Linked DNA regions of Mus musculus: all the other regions are linked to region 5. A link is a contact called in public HiChIP or PLAC-seq and promoter capture Hi-C data. All regions are on one chromosome and are shown on one strand. The core of a region is the stretch at or near the end of the contact, and the rest is flanking DNA. Distances in the headings are between cores, read along the strand shown.

Region 1 (3,360 bases), core at 835-3,334, 400 kb before region 5:
ACTGGCATAGCGCTTCGGGCAGCATCTGTGGGTGGTGATGGATGCAGGCATGGTGGGATCTCAGAAGATGGCCTCCTGAAGAGCCTGTCTTGACTCGGCACAGGAGTGTTGCTAGGCTGTGTCTAAAGGCTGGGCCAGGGAGCCTGGGAGATGTTTAACTTTGAAAAATAGACCTTCACAGCTCATTAGGTCCCAGCCTCTCGGCCCGGCGCCTCGGGCAGCTCGGGAATGGGAGACGGCAGGGCATGAAATCGCTGAGGTATTTAAAGGCCGATTCTGCATTCTCCACCAGTGGTGTCTGTCCGCCAGGCCCCTGGCAGGGCTGTCGTGTCATGCAGAATGGGGTGGGGTGGCTGATGGAATTTCTAGAGTGCTGTGTGCGACCTCACTGACCCAGGGGAGATACTCCTGAGTCTTGACCTCAGACAAGTCAGTTCTTGATTCTGGGCCTCAAGTTTCCCCATGTCTACCAATGCCTTTGCTCTTTAAAAAAAAAAAAAAAAAATCTCATGTAGCCCAGGCTACCCCAAACTCCTTAAGTACCTTGGGATAGCTTTCTGAGTGCTATATGATAGGCATTGTTATTACACTGGGTTTATGTGGTGCTGGGAATAGAACCCAGGCCTTCATTGCTTGCTGGGGGAACCCTCTCCCAGCTGAGCCCCATTGCCTCCCCCACCCTCAGAGGTGGAAACTGGTTATGAGCTGCCTCTTAAGGACCCTTCAGCTTCTTAAAGAGTGTGTTCTAGCCACCCCCCGCCCTTTATGCAGGGGACCCCAAGGTCTGAATAGCATCAGCCGGCACTCCTGCATGGGCTAGGTTTTCCAGGGCTTTCAGCATGGTGAGGGCTGTAGGCACAGGTTGGGCTGCCGGGAGGTTTGAGGTTTCCCTTAGTCTTAGACACTCATTCATTGTCCGTCCTCGGGGCCAGGAGGAGGGACTGGGCTGGGAAGAGGAGGAGGCTCATTTGCATGGAGTCTCAAAGAGACAGCCAAGAAAAATCAGAGCTAATCATTAGAGGCGGCTGTGGCCACGGGGCTCTAAATTGTATTAGGAGGCTTCTGGTCTTCATTGAATGTATCAGATGCAAAGACAGAGGCAGGAAGCGCTGGGCGGTGACCTGCCTGCCTGCCTGCCTGCCTGCCCGCCCCCGCGGCTGCTTCCTCTGGCTGGAAGCTGGGGGGAGGGCTCTAGAGGGCCCTCTAGAGCCCTCCCCCCAACGCCTGCTTCTCAACCCCCAGCAGCTCCTGTAAGATTTTTCTCAGGGCTCTGTGACCTTGGTCGAGTTACTTTCCTTCTCTGGGCTTGTTTCCTTAATTAGAAGCTAGGAAGGCTGGTTTCCCGAGCGAGCGCCAGAGCTGAAGGAAGTAGAAGCCCAGGAGGGGTCTGAGCCGATCGAGGCTACGGGCAGAGCAAAGATGCTTGTGAGGCCCTGTGTGGCCTCCCTGTCTGCACCATGCAGGCTGGACGATTTACTCTGAACCTCAGTTTTGTTGTCTAGGCAATGGGTAGAGCACAGCATTAACCCAGCACGGTGGCACTTGCCTGTCATCCCAGCACTCATGATGGAGAGGGTACTTGGGAGGTCACCGTGGACTCTCCTTGGGGGTACATAGAGTACCCAGGAAGTGATCTAGAAGCAGACTCCCTTCTGGGGGGTCTGGCTTGGAGCAGGTGTGGCTTCCTCTTCCTTGTGGGGTTCCAGAAACTTCAGAGATGTGGCATCCAGGTTTGGAGGTGGTTATGGCTGGAGGGTTTTTTCCGAATCCAGGGGAGCCTGACTGTGTCGAAGTGATGTGTCCTGAGGAGGTTCCAGGGAGGCCTGTATCCTCTGTCTGGGCAGATGCATCGGCCTTGGGTGCCAAAGGCTGGTAGGGCCCCAGAGTTATGTGCCCAGCCTGCAAGTGTGTGCCGGGGGAGCCACATCTTTCGTGAGGGCACAAACACGTGTGCTAGCAGACCCTGTGCAGAGTGTGCATATCTGTAGTTATACAGTCACCCGGTGGGGCCGCTATACCCGTATGACCATGGAGAGAGTCAAATATCCACGGATGTGTGCTTCCCCATCCCGTGTGCTCGAGCGCAGCTGTGTGCACCCCGCACTTGCTCCCCCCTGCTCGTCCCCATGGCAACCCCAGCAGTGTGTCCTGGTGAGGCATAGAGCAGGTGTCGGGAGATCTCTGCTGGTGCTAGGGAGTTACAAGGGAGGGGCTCCCCAGAGTGGGCAGGGCCGTCTGGGGTTCTTGGGCAGAGGCTTTGGGTTTAGGAGAATCTTCTGGAAGCCCCTAACTGTGATTCCTACAGGATGAGTCACAGGCCCGTCTGGTCAGGATTTAGTTCTGTGTGGTCCTTGATGACAGATCAGCAGCATGTTGGGGGGGGGGGGGCTCATTCCCATTTTCTGGGAAGGTAAACTGAGTCCTCAAGCTGCTGACCCTGGATCCTCAGGCAGCCCAGGAGAACATGGGTTCCTTACTCTTCCTCTCCCACCTTCATGGAGAGAGAGGAAGTGGTTCTGCCCCACCCCCCACCCCCCTGCTCCTGTTCCAGGCATGGGTGGAGTGGGTGGAGCCCTTGCCTTAAAACCCAGCTACCCAGTGGTTCAATGATTCTTTTGCCATTTGGCTGATTGCTGGAGAACTCTGTCTTGAGACCTATGGCTCAGGCGCTCCCCACCCGCATGTGAAGTCATCCAGCTCGGGCTGGCAGGGTTCCCATGGCAACAGCAGTGACGTCACAAAGGCTGGAGGAGGAGAGCTGGAGGGAGGTGTGGGGTGAGGCCAAGGAGGGGATTCCTGGCTTCTCTCCTGCTCTGACCACTTGTTACCGAGCAGGCACAAGCCAGTGACACTGGGAATAGGTCCTGAATGTTCCCCCACAGCCCTCAGAGATAGACGGAGTTAGGGACACCCTCCTGTCCAGGTGCCAAGTCCCTTTGGGAGTGAGGAGGTGGGCGTGAGCCTCAGAAGCATAGATGTCACGGTCACCTGGCCTGATTAACTAGCTGCTCTTGCCAAACTTTGAGTGACAGCCTTCAAGGGCCTATGACTGTGCAGGTCACCGCCATCTGTCCCTGTGGGGATGGGGGATCTGTACCTGAGTTTCTTGCTTCGTTTTTATTACGTGCGTGTGAGTGTGTATGTGCACGCTCATGCTTGCACTTGGGCACATATCATGGTGAGCCTGTGGAGGTCAGAGGACAGCTCCCAAGCTTCAGTTGTCAGTTCTCTCTCCTTCCATCGCACTGGGTCCTGAGATCAAACTCAGGCTTGGTGGCAAGTGCTTTTCCCTGCTGAGCCTTCTCTCCAGCTGCTCTCTCACCTTTAAGGCACCTTTGTAGCCCAGGCTTGCTCAGCGGA
Region 2 (3,317 bases), core at 722-3,221, 310 kb before region 5:
TCTAGCAGGGCATCCAGTCAATAACTGTTTTCAGAGATGTGCTGCCCATGGCAACCTCTTCCCAAGGAGGAATCCAGAATAGTGAGGCTGCTCAGAAGGTCTAAGGTTCAAAGGTGCCTATGCTACCAGAAACCACTGCCCCACTGCCCCACCTCAGGCAGGCCTGCTGGAGGCTCTGGCAGGGCAGGGGCTTCTGGTAGAAGTCAACTTCCCCAACCACCTACAGTAGAGACTGGCTGGAGGGAGAAGTCTATTCATAGGAATGTCCCCAGCACCGCAAAAGGTAGTACTCATCTTGGACACTGTTATGTCAGGTGACTTAGCCCTCTTGTGAGTCACAGGTGCTTCCTGGCTGAGGACATCCCAGGGACCCTGGCCACCCTAGCATGTCTGCCTGTCTCTGTGTGGACTGCTCACTTACCCTTGGTGTTGGCATCAACTGCAAGCTGCCTTGCTTTTCATCTTTCACTGGCCCTGAAAGTCGATCATGAAAGAGAATTTTCTTTCTTGTTTTTTAATTAGACTCGGTAACATCACCAAGCTGTGAGCTTACGGCTTTGTAGATCTTGTGTTTCTGACAGTAATTACTCACTGAGGCTTTCCAGCTCCAGTTCAACTCAGCAACTGCCCTGCCAGTAATTAAGAGAGATGAGGCAACGGATTCTGGGATCCACATGCAGCCCTTCCCACCTGGCTCCCGGCTTCCTCTGGCTGAAGCCCTGCATGGGCAAGCTTCCGGGTTACAGCCCTGAGGGGTGGCTCTGCTCTCTACTCAGGATCTGTATGGCTATCTTGCAATTGCTGGAAGAAAGACCCCAGGGTACTGGGTGCCTGTTCCTTGCCATCTCTAGGCGAGCACCTTCAGGAATGATTGAGGAGGGATGCATGTCCTCCGTGCCAGAAAGATCCATCAAAGTATCTTCTTTAGGTCCTTCCCAATCCATCTCCGCCACATGTCCAATACTCTTGTGCCCTCAGAGGGTGGCAATGGACCCTGCCTCAGATCTTCCCTTCTCCCTCTGCTCATGGGCTCCTTGAAAGTGCAGGGCACATCCAGGACCCTCTAGGACATAGAACAGGGCAGAGTCCATGGATCAAATGCTACATGCACACGTGCAGGTCACTTGTCCATGATCACTTCCCATGGCTTAGCTTGCAGACCAACTCAGTGCCTCCTCCTCTGGGTGAGAGAGAGCTAGCTAGCTGAAAGTTCCAATGTCAAGGGAAAGCAAGACTAGTGTGAGACTCAAGGGAGAAGCTCGCCCCTAGGGCTGAGTTACATAGAGATGGTGGATGAAAATGGCTACTGGACTGCTTAGGGAAGCAGGGTCCATGAAGAGGAGTGCCCCTTCCTGCCCTGGCTGTTTTATTCAAGAGTCTCTGACGGTACAGTTTCTGTGTGGAGAGTCTGGTAGCATCAGCTGCCCGTGCTGCTGGCTGCTTTCGCTTTGGGGCTGAGGTTCTCTGATTGTGGATATTCACTGATGCTGCAGAGTAACACTCCCTTCTCGGGAACACTCAATTGAAACCGGCCCAGGGGACTGTGGCAGGAAGCCCAGAGGGGGTCAGGGCCTACATGGCCACACGGTAGCTCCATGACTGTGTGAGTGGGCAGGCTCCATCAGCTGGCCCACCTCTGACTGTGCCAGGGCTTCCTTAAATACAATTGGTTAGTCACAGTTTAGTGTTCTTTATTGTAAGCTATTTTGAGAGGCAATTAAAACATCCCACTGCCAAAGTGCATGTCTCCTACAGGGAGTCCTAATATGAAGGAGTCAAAAACAAAGATTGGGGAGGAGACCCAGGCTCCAGGCTCATTTTTGAAATGGCAGGCTTTGTCCTGGTCCAGTCTTCTTAGAGAGTGCCAGCAAGACTCTGCTGGGCTGAGGCCAGGGCTCACAGAGCAGGAGAGCTAAGTCATTCTTTACCCAGAGGCCATGGCCTCATGACACTGATCTGCCCCTCCCTCCTGCTGAGCTCAGCACAGTTGAAGCCTTTGGCCAGGACCAGTGAGTGAGTGAGTGTAGGTGAGAGAGGAACACAGAGGAGGTCCGTTCTTTTGTAAGAGGACTGAGCCCACAAAGTCAATGGGACTGGTGTGAGGGAGGGTGGCCAGGAGGGCATGTTGGACTGTTCACAGCCATTTATGTCTTTGTTGGGATTAAAAGGCGATTTTAGAAAGTAGCCAGCAATTTTAGAGGTGTCTCATCCAGTGTCACTGAGCCTCCTACAGGGTGGACCCAGCTTGACACACATCTAGACATGCTCCCAGGGAACACAGCTTTCCCATGACCCCAGCCTTTTGACATCTGTGAGCAATGGAGAGGTCTGTGGTTGACAGAGCACAGTGGTTTGTGACTTTGTGCTTTACAGGGTAGAGATGGGTGGCCAGGAGGATCTCAGATGGGAGGCTACCCACAGGACTCTAGGTGGGTATTTACAGCAGATCCTAGCCAGGAAGCTCCCACATAGCCCTCTCCTGAGGCTACCTTGTGGCCTTTCCTTGAGGGTCAGCATTGGAGGTACCAGACTTAAACCTCTTTCGAGGGACTTCCTCAGGCTGCATGGTGGGGAGGGGCCAGCTCATAGGCCCTACAGAGGCTGCTCATGATGAGCTCCACCAACTGTCTCAGAGCTTCCTCAGGGAGGTCAGGAACACAGGCTCAGGTGTGGGGAGACAATACCTGCCCAGGGTCTTGTCAGGACTGTGGAAGACAATGTGTAGCTGGCTGGTGAGCAGCCATGGTCATTTTACCTACCATCCCTATGAGGTGTGCCCTATAGGGTGAGGGCAGGCCCCAGGCATACTAACTCACAATAGGCACAGGGTCTACAAGCCCCTGGAGTTGAACAGCAGGAAAGGGGCTCTGCTTCCCTCCAGGGTCAGGCTCTACTCAGAGCCTCTTGCAGCCTTGCTGACTTGAGACAGGGCCCTAATGCAAAGTGAGCCCTGATCAGTCACATGCAAAGCACAGAATTCCAGTGCAGAAGAGGCCACTGTCTGACCTTGGCCAGCCTCAGGGACTTTGCCAGCCCCACCTCAGTTGGCTCAGAACTCAGCATGTGTGGTGACCTAGTGAATGGTGAGCCCAGCGCTCACCCATCTCCCATTCTCCACATGACACAAGAACCAGTCCTCCATTTCCAGGCCAATCACTTGCCCAATAGGCTTCATATCCGCAGGCTCCAGCCAGCCCTGAGGCTGCACTGGTAGCAACCAGTGCCACCTCTCCCTTGAGTAATGCAGAGTTTCAGGGGGAGATCAGAAGGTCACAAACCACTTTCAGGATGGGTGACTGATGCCACTTCATTAGTTC
Region 3 (3,823 bases), core at 646-3,145, 360 kb before region 5:
TCCCACTGGGACACTCACCCATCTAGGGCATATGTTCTGTTCCCCTGATAACGACTCCCCATGGTGGTCCCCTGGCCTCAGCACTCTGGGCTCCTCTTTCACCTAATTCTGTGTCCATGGCTCCGGGTGTCATGGGCCTGTCCTCTCAACCTGCCCTTGACCTAGACAGGAAGGGCCGATTCACTGTGACCCACAATGGGCCTTTCTTTCTGAGTCTCAGTTTCCCTGATCCTAAGCATGGAAGGAAACTTTTGCAGCCCGTGAGGCTGAGGTTGTGGGAGTCCCTGTAAGGCAGAGGCAACGTGAGAGGTGGATTCATCTTTCCTTACTTGAGGGACTGCTGACCAAGGTAGAGGGGACAGTCACGGAGTCCTGCCCATCCTGAAGACCCCGTCGCTGCTGACAAGCTTGGGTGTAGGATGGCAGACAACTATAGGAAGACTCAGATGGCCAGACCATGGCTGGCAGCAGGGTTCCTCGTACTCTGCCCTCATACAGCAGACCACCATCTGGCAGGCTCGGTCCAATGGGAGGTGATGGGGAGAGGGGGCTGTTTCCTATACTGAATCATAGCATAAACGGCTAGACTGCCGTGCATGGCGTGACGTGGTGACAAAGGAGTATGAAGGAGGCCAGAGGGGACAAAAGAGGACCTGGGGGTCCCCACTTAGCCTGTCCCATGTGTGTAGGTGAGCACAGGCATGCGTGCCTAGGAGGACAGAGGATTGCAAATGTCCGAGTGCACACCTGCAATTGTGTGCGTAGGAGGCTAGCACTCTGCAAGAGACACCGAGGCGCCTCTTTGGGCCTGTAATCCTTCTTAACTCGACTTTCAGTTATTTTGAGCAAGAGATTACAGCTGATTAAGATCTCTTGCCAGGCGCCACCCATCCCGGAGGCTGGGACAGAAAGGCTCTGCCCACCCGGGCCAGGGTGCTCAAGACAGACTCTACCAGCTCCGGCTTGAGCTTTCCTGTGCAGGGGAGGATCATGCCACCCCACTGTCCTATGTCCCCTTTCCAGCTCCGGTGCACAAGGCTCAAGCAGACCCTAAGCAACTGCACCCCAAGGTAGTACTTGGGTTCCTCTGGACCTCCAATCTGTCCACTTCATCTCTCTCTGTCAGAAATGGATTCCCTTGGGAGCCAGGTTCTGCTTATAGTGTTTGCAAAAAGGAAAAAAATATATATATATTCCCTCATTTTTGTCGCCTCAGTGCTGCCTAGTTTCAGCTGTCAATATTGGTGAAATACACTCTGCTGGCTGCTGGCCAGGCCACTGAGCAGTGACGGAGGCTGCTGTAAATCCCTGTATTAACAAGCTAACACTCATTTCTCCGTCCCACAAGTGGGCAGGGTGGGGAGCATGGTGTGAAGGACCCCAGTTCTACCATGAGGTCTCTTCCTGTCACCCCACAGTCCTATTCACATGTCATCTGGGCTCTGAGAATTGGGGAAGGGCACGGTCCTGGTGTACATGGCCAAGGGTGACATGAGGTAGAGAGGCCCAAGCATGTATGCAAATTTGGGGTGTGAGGTGTAGAGAGGTGGCCCTAGCCCTGGGAACCGGGTGATGTTTTTGTTAAGCTTAGAAATGACTTCTTTTTTGTTGTTGTTTTTAAATATTTTACATTTCTTTATTAATTGTATTTGTGTGGGGGCGTGGTCAGAGGACAACTTGTAGGAGCTGAATGGCTCCTTCCGCCATGTGGGCCCTGGGGATTGAACTCCGGTCATCAGGCTTGGCAGCAATCCCATTGATTTGCTGAGTCATCTTGCTGTCTCCCTCCATCCCAGAAGAACTTGGTAGAGCAGGCTGTTCCTCCTCCACTGCTACTCGGGGACAGCTTCAAGTCCTGCGTGCCACGTGGATGAATGGCCTCAGAGTTCAGCTAGCTGATTCATGAGGATGGTTCACTGGGCCACATGGCAGGAGCGTGCCAGGCCACTTCCCTGCCTGCCTCTTCTAGGGCAGAAAAAAGGTGATCTGCCTCAGGCCCGCGCATTGGCTGGGTGTTCGGCACCCCCTGCAGGCAGTTCTGAAGGTGCTGTGGCTGTCCCTTCTTGGGGAGAAGTGACTTCGAAGCGGTCCAAGGGGGCCGGGCAGAGAGCCAATAACTCAAAGAGATGGATGCCCTGCCCTTAGCCAGCTCTGCCACTCATTGCCTAAAGAACTCTGAGTCTCTTCTCTAGGCTGTTTCCCTGCGGATCTGAGGCTGTGCCTCCGTAACTGTGATACCTCTAAGCTGGCCACTCAAGGGGACATCTTGTCCACGTTGTACATGAAGAAACTGGACCTGAGGGAGGTCTGCTTTTCTTGATGATCTCAGACTCTCTCAGCCCAGCCTGATGATCTGGGACAAGCATGATGGTTTCTGTTTCACAGCAGACAGTGGTGGGTGGCTCAGCGGAATTCTTCAGTCAGTCACCCAGTGACTTTGGATGTGGTTTTTTTCTGTGACTTACTCTCTTCTCTTTTCTCTTGCAGCAGAGAGTACTTCAGGCAGAGGAACCGGGCGAAGCCACCAGGATACACAGGCCCATGGGAAAACAGGCTGTGGCCACCTTGGGACCGGGGAGGACGACAAAGGGCGGCGGGCAGTGAGGGAGCCATTCTCCCTCCCGACACCTGCGTCATGCAGCTTGGGACAGGACATCTCTGACAGTGCAGGCAGTGATCCATCCCACCCCTAAGTCCCCTGGGGGGGCCCACTGCCCAGCCCTCCCCCCATCCCCACAGGCAGTGTCCCGAGATGGCTGGGCACGGGTGGGGTACAGCGTGGGTACTTGTGGCAGCCGCCACGTTACTGCACGCGGGTGGGCTGGCCCAAGGTGACTGCTGGCTGATTGAGGGTGACAAAGGCTTCGTGTGGTTGGCCATCTGCAGCCAGAACCAGCCACCCTATGAGGCCATCCCCCAACAGATCAACAACACCATCGTGGACCTGCGGCTTAACGAGAACCGTATCCGCAGCGTGCAGTACGCCTCCCTGAGCCGCTTCGGAAACCTCACATACCTCAACCTCACCAAGAACGAGATCGGCTACATCGAGGACGGGGCCTTCTCCGGCCAGTTCAACCTCCAGGTGCTGCAGCTGGGCTACAACCGGCTGCGCAACCTCACGGAGGGCATGCTGCGGGGCCTGAGCAAGCTCGAGTACCTGTACCTACAGGCCAACCTCATCGAGGTGGTGATGGCCAGCGCCTTCTGGGAGTGTCCCAACATCGTCAACATAGATCTCTCCATGAATCGCATCCAGCAGCTGGGCAGCGGCACCTTCGCAGGCCTGACCAAGCTCTCGGTGTGTGAGATCTACAGCAACCCTTTCTACTGCTCCTGTGAGCTGCTGGGTTTCCTGCGCTGGCTGGCTGCCTTCACCAACGCCACACAGACCCATGACCGGGTGCAGTGTGAGTCTCCTCCTGTCTACGCAGGCTACTTCCTCCTGGGCCAGGGCCGCCACGGCCACCAACGTAGCATCCTTAGCAAGCTTCAGTCTGTGTGCACAGAGGGCTCCTACACTGCTGAGGTGCTTGGCCCACCCCGTCCGGTGCCAGGCCGGTCACAGCCGGGACATTCGCCACCTCCGCCTCCACCAGAGCCTAGTGACATGCCCTGCGCTGATGACGAGTGCTTCTCCGGAGATGGCACCACGCCGCTGGTGATCCTGACTACGCTGGTCCCTCAGACAGAGGCCCGTCCCTCCATGAAGGTCAAGCAGCTGACCCAAAATTCGGCCACCATCATGGTGCAGCTGCCGAGCCCGTTCAACCGCATGTACACGCTGGAGCAGTACAATAACAGCAAATCGTTCACCGTGTCC
Region 4 (3,589 bases), core at 20-2,519, 440 kb before region 5:
TGGGGGCAGGGAAAGGCGAGGCGCAGGCACAGGTCTGCACCTGCCTGACTCCAGCCTTCACCCTGAGCTTCTTATAAACAGGGTATGGACCCCTGCCTCCTGGGGTGCAAAGGTCACGGTGAGAAAAGGTAGAGGCATTATCACCCCCAAAATTCTCTGGGTGCTGAGTGAGCGAATTTGTGGGGGGACCCCCAGGATCTGTCCTAAAAGCAAGAGACCCTGTGCCCCTCAGCTGAGCCCCTCTGCTTCTGACTGTCTCAGCCTGGCCCCCTGCCCAGGTCTCCAACTAAACAAGTTTAAGTCCTGAAGAGTCACTGGATGCATAAAGTTGGTCGGGGAGAAAAAAAATCTGGATATAAATAAGTATTCCTGGGGCACTCCACCTCCTGCAGGCATGAACTTTGAATAATTGGAGAGAATTATGCCGAGGACTAATCAAAACTTTTTTTTTCCACTTGCTAATTACCTCTGGGCTTCATCAGTGTCAGAGTCTAATCAACTCCAGACATCTTAATTGACCCTTGGGAAATGCTAGAACCGGAGGGCTTTGGTGTCACAGTGAGGGGGGCTGGGAGCAGGGAGGCTGGGGTCCTGGCTGGAGCCACCTTGGCCTGGGGAGGGGGCTGGGGCTGGGGTGGGGCAGGGCAAGCTGCTGACTCTGATCACTGGGGAAGAAGCCTTGCCCTGTCCTGCAGGCCCTCGGATGCAATCTTCCACATCCGCTGTGGGTATTAGCCATCGAATGGATGGAGTTCAGGTAGGGTTTGTTCCGGGTGGTCCTGGGGGGTCCAGAGGACATTAAAAATAGGCACTGGTCTGGGTAGCTCTGGGATTCTCCACTTGATGGATCAGGGGCAGCCCTGGCTGTCTGCAGGTGGAAAGGGAGTTTGATTTTTTTTTTCCCCTGAATTAAGTCATTTGCACAGGATGAAAGATCTCTCTTCTAAGAACAGAATTCAGCCCTGGGAAGAAACCCCGGGAGGCAGAGTCCTGGGAAGCGGGTAGGCTTGGGGAAGTGGAGAAATCTGCTCTGGCAGGCGAGGCAAGGACTTGGTCGGGGAGGGAGAGAAGAGCGAGCCCTGTGTAGGTGGTGGGGTCCAGAAATGGCTCTGTCCCGGGAAGTCTCTCTCGTCCTCTCTGTCCCCTGCCTCCTTCCTGCCGTCTGTCTGCTTTTCTCCTCATTTTCTCACCTCCCCATCTGTCCCCACCTTCCTCTTTGCTCTCTCCATCTGTCTCTTGTAGGGTCTCCAGGGAGGCTGCGGAGAGGGGGCAGCGAGGCTGCTCTGGGTACACAGCTGGGCTTGTGGGACCTTCGGTGGCTGCTGTCACCCTGGGACTGGCTGGGTGGTCCTTCATAGTGCTCTCTGTGGTCCCCCATCAGGGGAAAAGGCCCAGGTACTTCCTTATGCTAAATATTTCATTTAAGCTGGTATTTCAGCTATTGCCTGTGAGTCTCAGTAGTCTTAGAGAAAGAGAGCTCTTTGTGTAAGGACTAGTCCGCCATAGCTCCAGTCGGCCAGGACCAGGGTCATTTATTTAGTATGGTTAGGAGGATGTCCTTGACCTCAGTACAAAGAGAACTCAGGGTATTCTTGGGGACTATTTAGTTTTGTGGTACTGCTGATGGAAATCAGGGCCTGTAGCATTCTAGCGTTGCTGAGCCACGCCCCTAGCCCCTCACAGGGGGATTCTAGGCAGGGGCTCTACCACTGGGTCACACCCCACCCCCTCATTGGGGGATTCTAGGCAGGGGTTCTACCACTGAGCCACGCCCCCAGCCCCTCACTGGGGGATTCTAGGCAGGGGCTCTACCACTGGGCCACGCCCCCAGCCCCTCACTGGGGGATTCTAGGCAGGGGCTCTACCACTGAGCCACGCCCCCAGCCCCTCACTAGGGGATTCTAGATGCATGTTCTACCGCTGAGCTATGCTCCTAGCCCTCTATTTTAAGTCGAAGTCTCTCAGTTGTCCCCGCAGATGTGGAACTAACACTATAGCCTAGTCTGGTCCTAATCTTATAATCCTCCTGTCTCAGCCTACTCTGAGTAGCTGTGAGTCGGTCTGAGACATCAGTTCTTGCTTTTCTTCTTCTGTCTGTTTGGTATTGAGTCTTAGTACCCACTGTGCTTTGGGAGTATACTCCAACTACAGCCCCACACTGTGGACACAGTGAGAACTATTCAGTGTCTGGTGCTTGTTGTATGTGGTGGGGTTGCTCAGACAGGAATGGAGCCTGCTTGGGCCAGTGTCCTGGTGGACACACACAGGATGCTCTGAGTTCAGCCCCTACCATGGGAGGGATTCCCTGCACCCAAGGGTCTGTCTGCTGTAACACAGGGACCCTATCTTTGAACAGCACAGACCCTCCCCCGCACCGGGCCTCAGCCCCCTGGATGGACCAGTTTAGCCTCTTTGGTCAGCAGGAGCCATCCATCTCCTCTCCGTGATAGATGATCTGTCCGTTTTTGTTTTTTGTTTTTTTTTCTGCCCGCCGCTCTTGCTATTTCAGGGGCAGAGTAATGTTTATCGGTTCCCAGGGCAGTGCCACCCTCCCTCTGCCCGCCCTCCCACTCACCCTCCTTCCCTGCATGTTAGGGTTACTCTCCGTGGTCTCAGGCAAGTCGCGAGCTATTTTCATTTTCTTAATTTGCAGTCTCAATTTTTTTTTTTTTGAGTGTTTCGGGGAGGGCCTCTGGAACGAGGCAGACATTTTCCTGGTGAACTTTTTGTAAAAATAAAACCCATCTTTTATGATTATTTTCCTCCTCACTCACTTGTCCACCTCTGCGTTTGGTTCCTTATCAGGGTGACTTCCCTTGTCCTCTCCCGGCCCTGACTCTTAGCCACAATGATACACACAGGGATGGGGGATTCTTAGCCTCAGGGTTGGCTTGGAGAACCTAAAGCCCTTCTGCACCTCCATATCGTATCGTTCCCCCAGCCCTGCCTCCTCCTGGACTCTTCCCAGCACCTCCCCTGGCAAGCCTTCCCTCTAGGGTGTGTGTGAGGCCATTTTATCTCAAGTTACAGTCTCCCCATCTTTGTATAGACACAAACTTAGGACTGTTGATCAGTCATTCATTCAGCAAGCACTCCCTGAGAGATTCCTTTTCTTGTGTATATGCATGTAGTGTGTTTTTGCACATGTGTGTGTGGGTGCCTCTGCTCATGAGTTCGTGAGTCTGTGCATGCGTATGTTTGTGTGTGAGTGTGTGTGTGAGAGTATGAGTGTGTGAGTGTGTGTGAGCGAGTGTGTGTGAGTGTGAGTATATGTGAGTGTGTATGAGAGTGTGTGTATGTGAGTATGTGTGTGTATATATGTGTGAGTGTGTGTGTGAGCGTGTGTGTGTGTGTGTGTGTGTGTGTGTGTGTGTGTGTGTGTGTGTATGAGTGTGTGTGAGTGCATGCTGAGGCCAGATGTCAGTGCCCAGTGTTTTGCCCAATCTCTTCCCATCTTAGTTTTTGCATGCGTGCCTGTGAAAGCTTGTGTGTGGATGTATGTGTTGACGGTATATCTGGGATCATCTCATTGTCTCCTCTGCTTCATTTTTTTCTTCGATTTTTGTTTTTTCAAGACAGGGCTGTGTAG
Region 5 (3,827 bases), core at 404-2,903:
GCTTTCTTACAGGGCCCAGACCCCCAGCCCAGGTGGAAACCTTTTCCTACTCACAGTGTCTGGTTATGGTGCTTATGACAGCAACAGAAAGCAAAGGAAGCCATTATTGTTTAGTTTTCTGGGGCTTTTTGTTTTGTTTAGAGAAAGGGACATAGTGCGAACCCAGGCTGTCCGCCAACTCCTGTGGTTTTCTTCTTTGTTCTTTTTTAAACATTTTGCTTATTTAATCATGTATGTGAGAGGGTATATAAGCAAGTGAGCACACGCCACGGCACATTTGTGGAGTCCACACAGCAACTTTCTGGTGTCAATTCTCCCGTCCACAGTGTAAATCCTGGGGCGAGAACTCAAGCTTGTCAGCCTTACCGGCATGCACCATTCAACCACCAAGCCAGTGGGTCACAGCCCAGAGTGAGAACCACTGCTGACTAACCCATCTTCATAGCATCACCACCACCCTGTGCTCCCTTCCCAACCCCCTACCTCTGCCCTTTTTTTTTTCTCTAGTACAGACATACCATGTAGCTGGGATGACCCTGAACTTCTAATCCTGCCTCCACCTCGTAGGCCTGCGGGGCCTGACTTTACTTAGCAGCTGTGTCCTGTACCCAGCCTGTGTCGTATTTCTGTAACTCTCATCTCTAAACCTACTTAGAAAGAGCCTCAAACAATGTCTCTAGGTAAGAGCTGCTCACTAGCAGTAGTCAGAGGAGCTGGGAGTCCAGCAGGTCCCACCTGCGCCTGTGGCATTGACGCGCTGCACTGCCACCTGACTCCAGGCTCCCGGAGCTGCCCCGCAGTCCAGCACCCGGAGACCGGGCCTCAGGATCTGATGCTTCTCATTCATCTCCAGGAGTTTGAAGGCACTGCGGCAGCGGTAACTCTCCACCTTTGCGGCCTTCACAAACGGATCCTTTAGATGCCGCGTGAGCCACAGGTGCTCAGCGCCGGTCCGGCCCCTGTAGTGACACACTGCTGTGTGTAACCTCCGAACCTTAAGGGGAACGCCTACCAGCTTCAGATGCCTGAAATGACGAAAAAAGAGTTAGCGGGTGGGCATTACACAGAGAGGCAAGAAAGTCTTGGTTCAACCTTTTTGTTTCTGCATATGTATGTGCGATATGCATGCACGCATGTGTATTAGCATGTATGTGCACATGTGTCTGCCTGTGTATGGGGGTCCAAAGTAGAGAAGGGACGTCCCCTTCGCTTGCTCTCTACCTTATGTATTGATGTAAGGTCGCCAACCTGCCAGTCTATCTCGCCAGCTTTCTCCAGGGACCCCTTTTCTCTGCCTCCCCAGCACTGGGGTTACATTTGGTCAGCACACATGTCCAGTATTTTGTAGGCTCTGGGGATCCGAACCCCAATCCTCCCGAATGCACAGCTTTATCCACGGAGCCCATACACCTATTTCTATGTTGCAAGCCTCACTCACTCACGTCTGTACATGAATAAACATCGTACACCCGTGTCCCGCTCCCCGGGACGGAGGTCGCCAGCACCCCTCTGCAACACAATTCACTGAGCTCCCTACTACTGTCATCCACTCCGTTCCTGTATGCAAAGACGTCCTTTTAGCGCAGGCAGACGCCGTAACTCACTCACCCGGCCATTGCTGCTTGCTGGTGGTTTCCTCCCGCCGCCGGAAGTCCCGCCCTCGCTTCCAACGCGAGGCTCCGCCCCGGGAAACTTTGGCTGGGGCGCGAAGGTATGGATGGTCCCGGGCGAATGAGATCTGGGTGCGGGAGAGACGCTGGAGGTCGGGAGTGGGGTGCCAGGGAAAATCTGGGGAGAGAAGGGGTAGAAGGACTAGAGAGCAGCTTCAAACCCACCAGGAAAACTGGGGTACTGGGCAGGCCTGAGGTCGGGAAGACCAGGGAAACTACAGAGAGTAGGGAGCAGAAATGAGAGGGAGAGGGGACCTGGGCGGTAAGCTGATGCATGGGCAGTTTGCAGCCTGTCTGTACCGGCCATAGCCCCTGGGAGGGGAGGCTAGGGAACGGCATTTGCAGAGTGCCCCCTGCAGGCAGGTTCTGGGCTCTGCACTCCATGTGCATTGTCTCCAACACCTGCAACACTTGACCTCAATTCAGACCAAAGGTTGTCCAAAGTTCCCTGACACACATCCGATTTACCACCTATCACAGCTACCAGGACACCCTTGTTTGCTTCTAGGCTCTGCCATTTGACCTCGGAGCACTAGTTTTCGCCTCAGAAACGAAGAAAGTAAGTCTTAAACTCTGTTCTTAGTCTTTTTTTTTTTTTTTTTACTTTTTTTATTAGGTATTTTCCTCATTTACATTTCCAATGCTATCCCAAAAGTCCCTCATACCCTCCCCCCCACTCCCCTACCCACCCACTCCCATTTCCATTGCAAAGGGAAACAGTATGGGGACTCTGTTTGAAGCAATGCCAATCAACAGAGCCATAGCCACACCCATTCTACCTGATTCCAATCTATGTCCTCACTGCTCATTTCACTGAGACAAGGAGCTGAGCACGCTGGTGCACGCCTGTCATTCTACACTCAGGTGGTTGAGCGGGAAGATTGTGAGTTTAAGTCCAGAATGGAGAACATGGCACAACTCTGTCTCGTTTAAAATCCTTGCAAAACAAATCACTCATCTGTATGGAATGTGAGGACATTTGTCATCACTCCCTACATGAAAACAATTTACATAGTTTGCATGTAAAGTGGGCCGGAGGATGTCTGTAAGTTACAGGCAAATATGCCATTTCAAAGAAGTGATTTCATCATACTTTAATCCCAGTATCCATGGAAGGGTAAGGTATCCTGGTATCTGTGGATATGAAAGATATCCTGTGGATATCCTGTGGCTATGAAAGACAGCTGTATACAGCCGGTGCTTAATAAGAGATGGCTGACTTTGCTGAGTCAGGAAGCCAGAGGCTCAGGCACAGGCAAGTCAGAACACAGGCCAATGCTAAGCCCACTTCTTCTCCTGACTTACCTCAGCACCAGGCCTAAGCTTCCGGGTCCCTTTTCTTTCCCTTTCTTCTTATTCTGTTTTTAAATTTTAACTTATATTGTGCACATATAGGGTTGTTGGATTTTTTTATTCGAGAACGTATAGGGTTTTAAAAATATTTATTTTGGGGGGCTGGTGAGATGGCTCAGCGGTTAGGAGCGCTGACTGCTCTTCCAAAGGTCCTGAGTTCAAATCCCAGCAACCACATGGTGGCTCACAACCATCCGTAATGAGATCTGATGCCCTCTTCTGGAGTGTCTGAAGACAGCTACAGTGTATATAATAAACAAACAAACAAACAAATAAATATTTTAAAAAACCATCCAGAGGTGGTGTATAGCTTTTAAAAAATATTTATTTTTTATGTTCATTGATGCTTTGCCTCCATGTATGTTTGTGTAGGGGGCCATATCCCCAGGAGCTAGAATTACAGACAATTGCAAGCCACCATGTGGTTGCTGGGAATTGAACTTGGTGCCCCTGGAGGAGCAGCCAGTGCTCTTAACCACTGAGCAGCCATCTCTCCAGCTGGAATACAGGAGTTTTGTTAACATTTATACTATATGTGTGCCTGGTACCCAAAGACGCCAGAAGAGGGCATCAGAACAGAGTTAGACAGTCGTGAGCCACCATGTGGATGCTAGAAATGGAACCACAGTCCTCTGCAAGAGCAGCTAGTCCTCCTAACCACTGCCATCTCTCCAGCCCTTGTTCAAGTTCCTTTTCTTATACACTGCAGCCTCTTAGGAGGGTCCCAGTTTCTGTATACTGCCTTAGCCAGTTGAGGCCTAGGAAACAATAAAATAAGACGCTTTGTCTGGGGGCTGGAGAGAT

Evidence for each region. Promoter capture Hi-C pulls out the DNA fragments that hold promoters and counts their contacts. HiChIP or PLAC-seq counts read pairs in DNA pulled down with a chosen protein or histone mark.
Region 1: a contact with region 5 is called in an H3K4me3 HiChIP or PLAC-seq map of embryonic basal ganglia, with 3 times the contacts expected there. The contact joins the enhancer-like site here to the promoter of Mrm2 in region 5. A contact is called at or near these places in 19 of 39 promoter capture datasets (the 3T3-L1 cell line, 3T3-L1-derived adipocytes, the C10 cell line and 10 more), 1 of 484 Hi-C or Micro-C datasets (CD4 T cells), 28 of 115 datasets of contacts at active chromatin or transcription factors (the 230-238 cell line, bone marrow-derived macrophages, craniofacial prominence and 14 more) and 3 of 9 other capture datasets (adipose tissue, embryonic stem cells and liver).
Region 2: a promoter capture Hi-C map of 3T3-L1-derived adipocytes shows a contact between it and region 5, with 4 times the contacts expected there. The contact joins the enhancer-like site here to the promoter of Mrm2 in region 5. A contact is called at or near these places in 5 of 39 promoter capture datasets (the 3T3-L1 cell line, 3T3-L1-derived adipocytes, liver and 2 more), 1 of 484 Hi-C or Micro-C datasets (the HL-1 cell line), 4 of 115 datasets of contacts at active chromatin or transcription factors (bone marrow-derived macrophages, embryonic limb bud and embryonic stem cells) and 2 of 9 other capture datasets (embryonic stem cells and liver).
Region 3: an H3K4me3 HiChIP or PLAC-seq map of stem cell-derived neural progenitor cells shows a contact between it and region 5, with 19 read pairs. The contact joins the enhancer-like site here to the promoter of Mrm2 in region 5. A contact is called at or near these places in 19 of 39 promoter capture datasets (the 3T3-L1 cell line, 3T3-L1-derived adipocytes, the C10 cell line and 11 more), 13 of 115 datasets of contacts at active chromatin or transcription factors (T-cell acute lymphoblastic leukemia, bone marrow-derived macrophages, embryonic basal ganglia and 6 more) and 2 of 9 other capture datasets (adipose tissue and pancreatic islet).
Region 4: a promoter capture Hi-C map of pre-B cells shows a contact between it and region 5, with 4 times the contacts expected there. The contact joins the enhancer-like site here to the promoter of Mrm2 in region 5. A contact is called at or near these places in 19 of 39 promoter capture datasets (the 3T3-L1 cell line, 3T3-L1-derived adipocytes, the C10 cell line and 11 more), 24 of 115 datasets of contacts at active chromatin or transcription factors (the 230-238 cell line, the NIH/3T3 cell line, astrocytes and 14 more) and 2 of 9 other capture datasets (adipose tissue and embryonic stem cells).

The regions. Positions count from the first base shown.
Region 1 is chr5:139,930,062-139,933,421 of GRCm38.p6, forward strand. The region is part of intron 1 of Elfn1 (leucine rich repeat and fibronectin type III, extracellular 1); the gene reads left to right. Among named protein-coding and RNA genes, the nearest start is that of Elfn1, 24 kb to the left of the region's middle. Within about 2 kb of position 2,085, at least 149 of the 459 cell types and tissues checked have an H3K27ac peak or open chromatin away from gene starts, as enhancers often do. A contact at or near this core is called in craniofacial prominence, differentiating embryonic stem cells, embryonic basal ganglia and 5 more, where this site is marked.
Region 2 is chr5:140,022,465-140,025,781 of GRCm38.p6, forward strand. The region is part of intron 17 of Mad1l1 (MAD1 mitotic arrest deficient 1-like 1); the gene reads right to left. Among named protein-coding and RNA genes, the nearest start is that of Gm30492, 71 kb to the right of the region's middle. Within about 2 kb of position 1,972, at least 91 of the 459 cell types and tissues checked have an H3K27ac peak or open chromatin away from gene starts, as enhancers often do. A contact at or near this core is called in 3T3-L1-derived adipocytes and neural stem cells, where this site is marked.
Region 3 is chr5:139,968,491-139,972,313 of GRCm38.p6, forward strand. Elfn1 (leucine rich repeat and fibronectin type III, extracellular 1) reads left to right here. Exons shown (of 2, transcript NM_001384186.1): 2 at 2,488-3,823. The coding sequence starts at 2,753. Among named protein-coding and RNA genes, the nearest start is that of Elfn1, 63 kb to the left of the region's middle. Within about 2 kb of position 1,896, at least 31 of the 459 cell types and tissues checked have an H3K27ac peak or open chromatin away from gene starts, as enhancers often do. A contact at or near this core is called in neural stem cells and stem cell-derived neural progenitor cells, where this site is marked.
Region 4 is chr5:139,888,377-139,891,965 of GRCm38.p6, forward strand. No RefSeq gene overlaps it. Among named protein-coding and RNA genes, the nearest start is that of Elfn1, 18 kb to the right of the region's middle. Within about 2 kb of position 1,270, at least 11 of the 459 cell types and tissues checked have an H3K27ac peak or open chromatin away from gene starts, as enhancers often do. A contact at or near this core is called in pre-B cells and pro-B cells, where this site is marked.
Region 5 is chr5:140,330,245-140,334,071 of GRCm38.p6, forward strand. It overlaps Mrm2 (mitochondrial rRNA methyltransferase 2), which reads right to left and starts at 1,654. Exons shown (of 3, transcript NM_026510.1): 1 at 1,609-1,654; 2 at 736-1,025. The coding sequence starts at 1,616. It overlaps Nudt1 (nudix (nucleoside diphosphate linked moiety X)-type motif 1), which reads left to right and starts at 1,616. Exons shown (of 5, transcript NM_008637.2): 1 at 1,616-1,711; 2 at 2,179-2,229.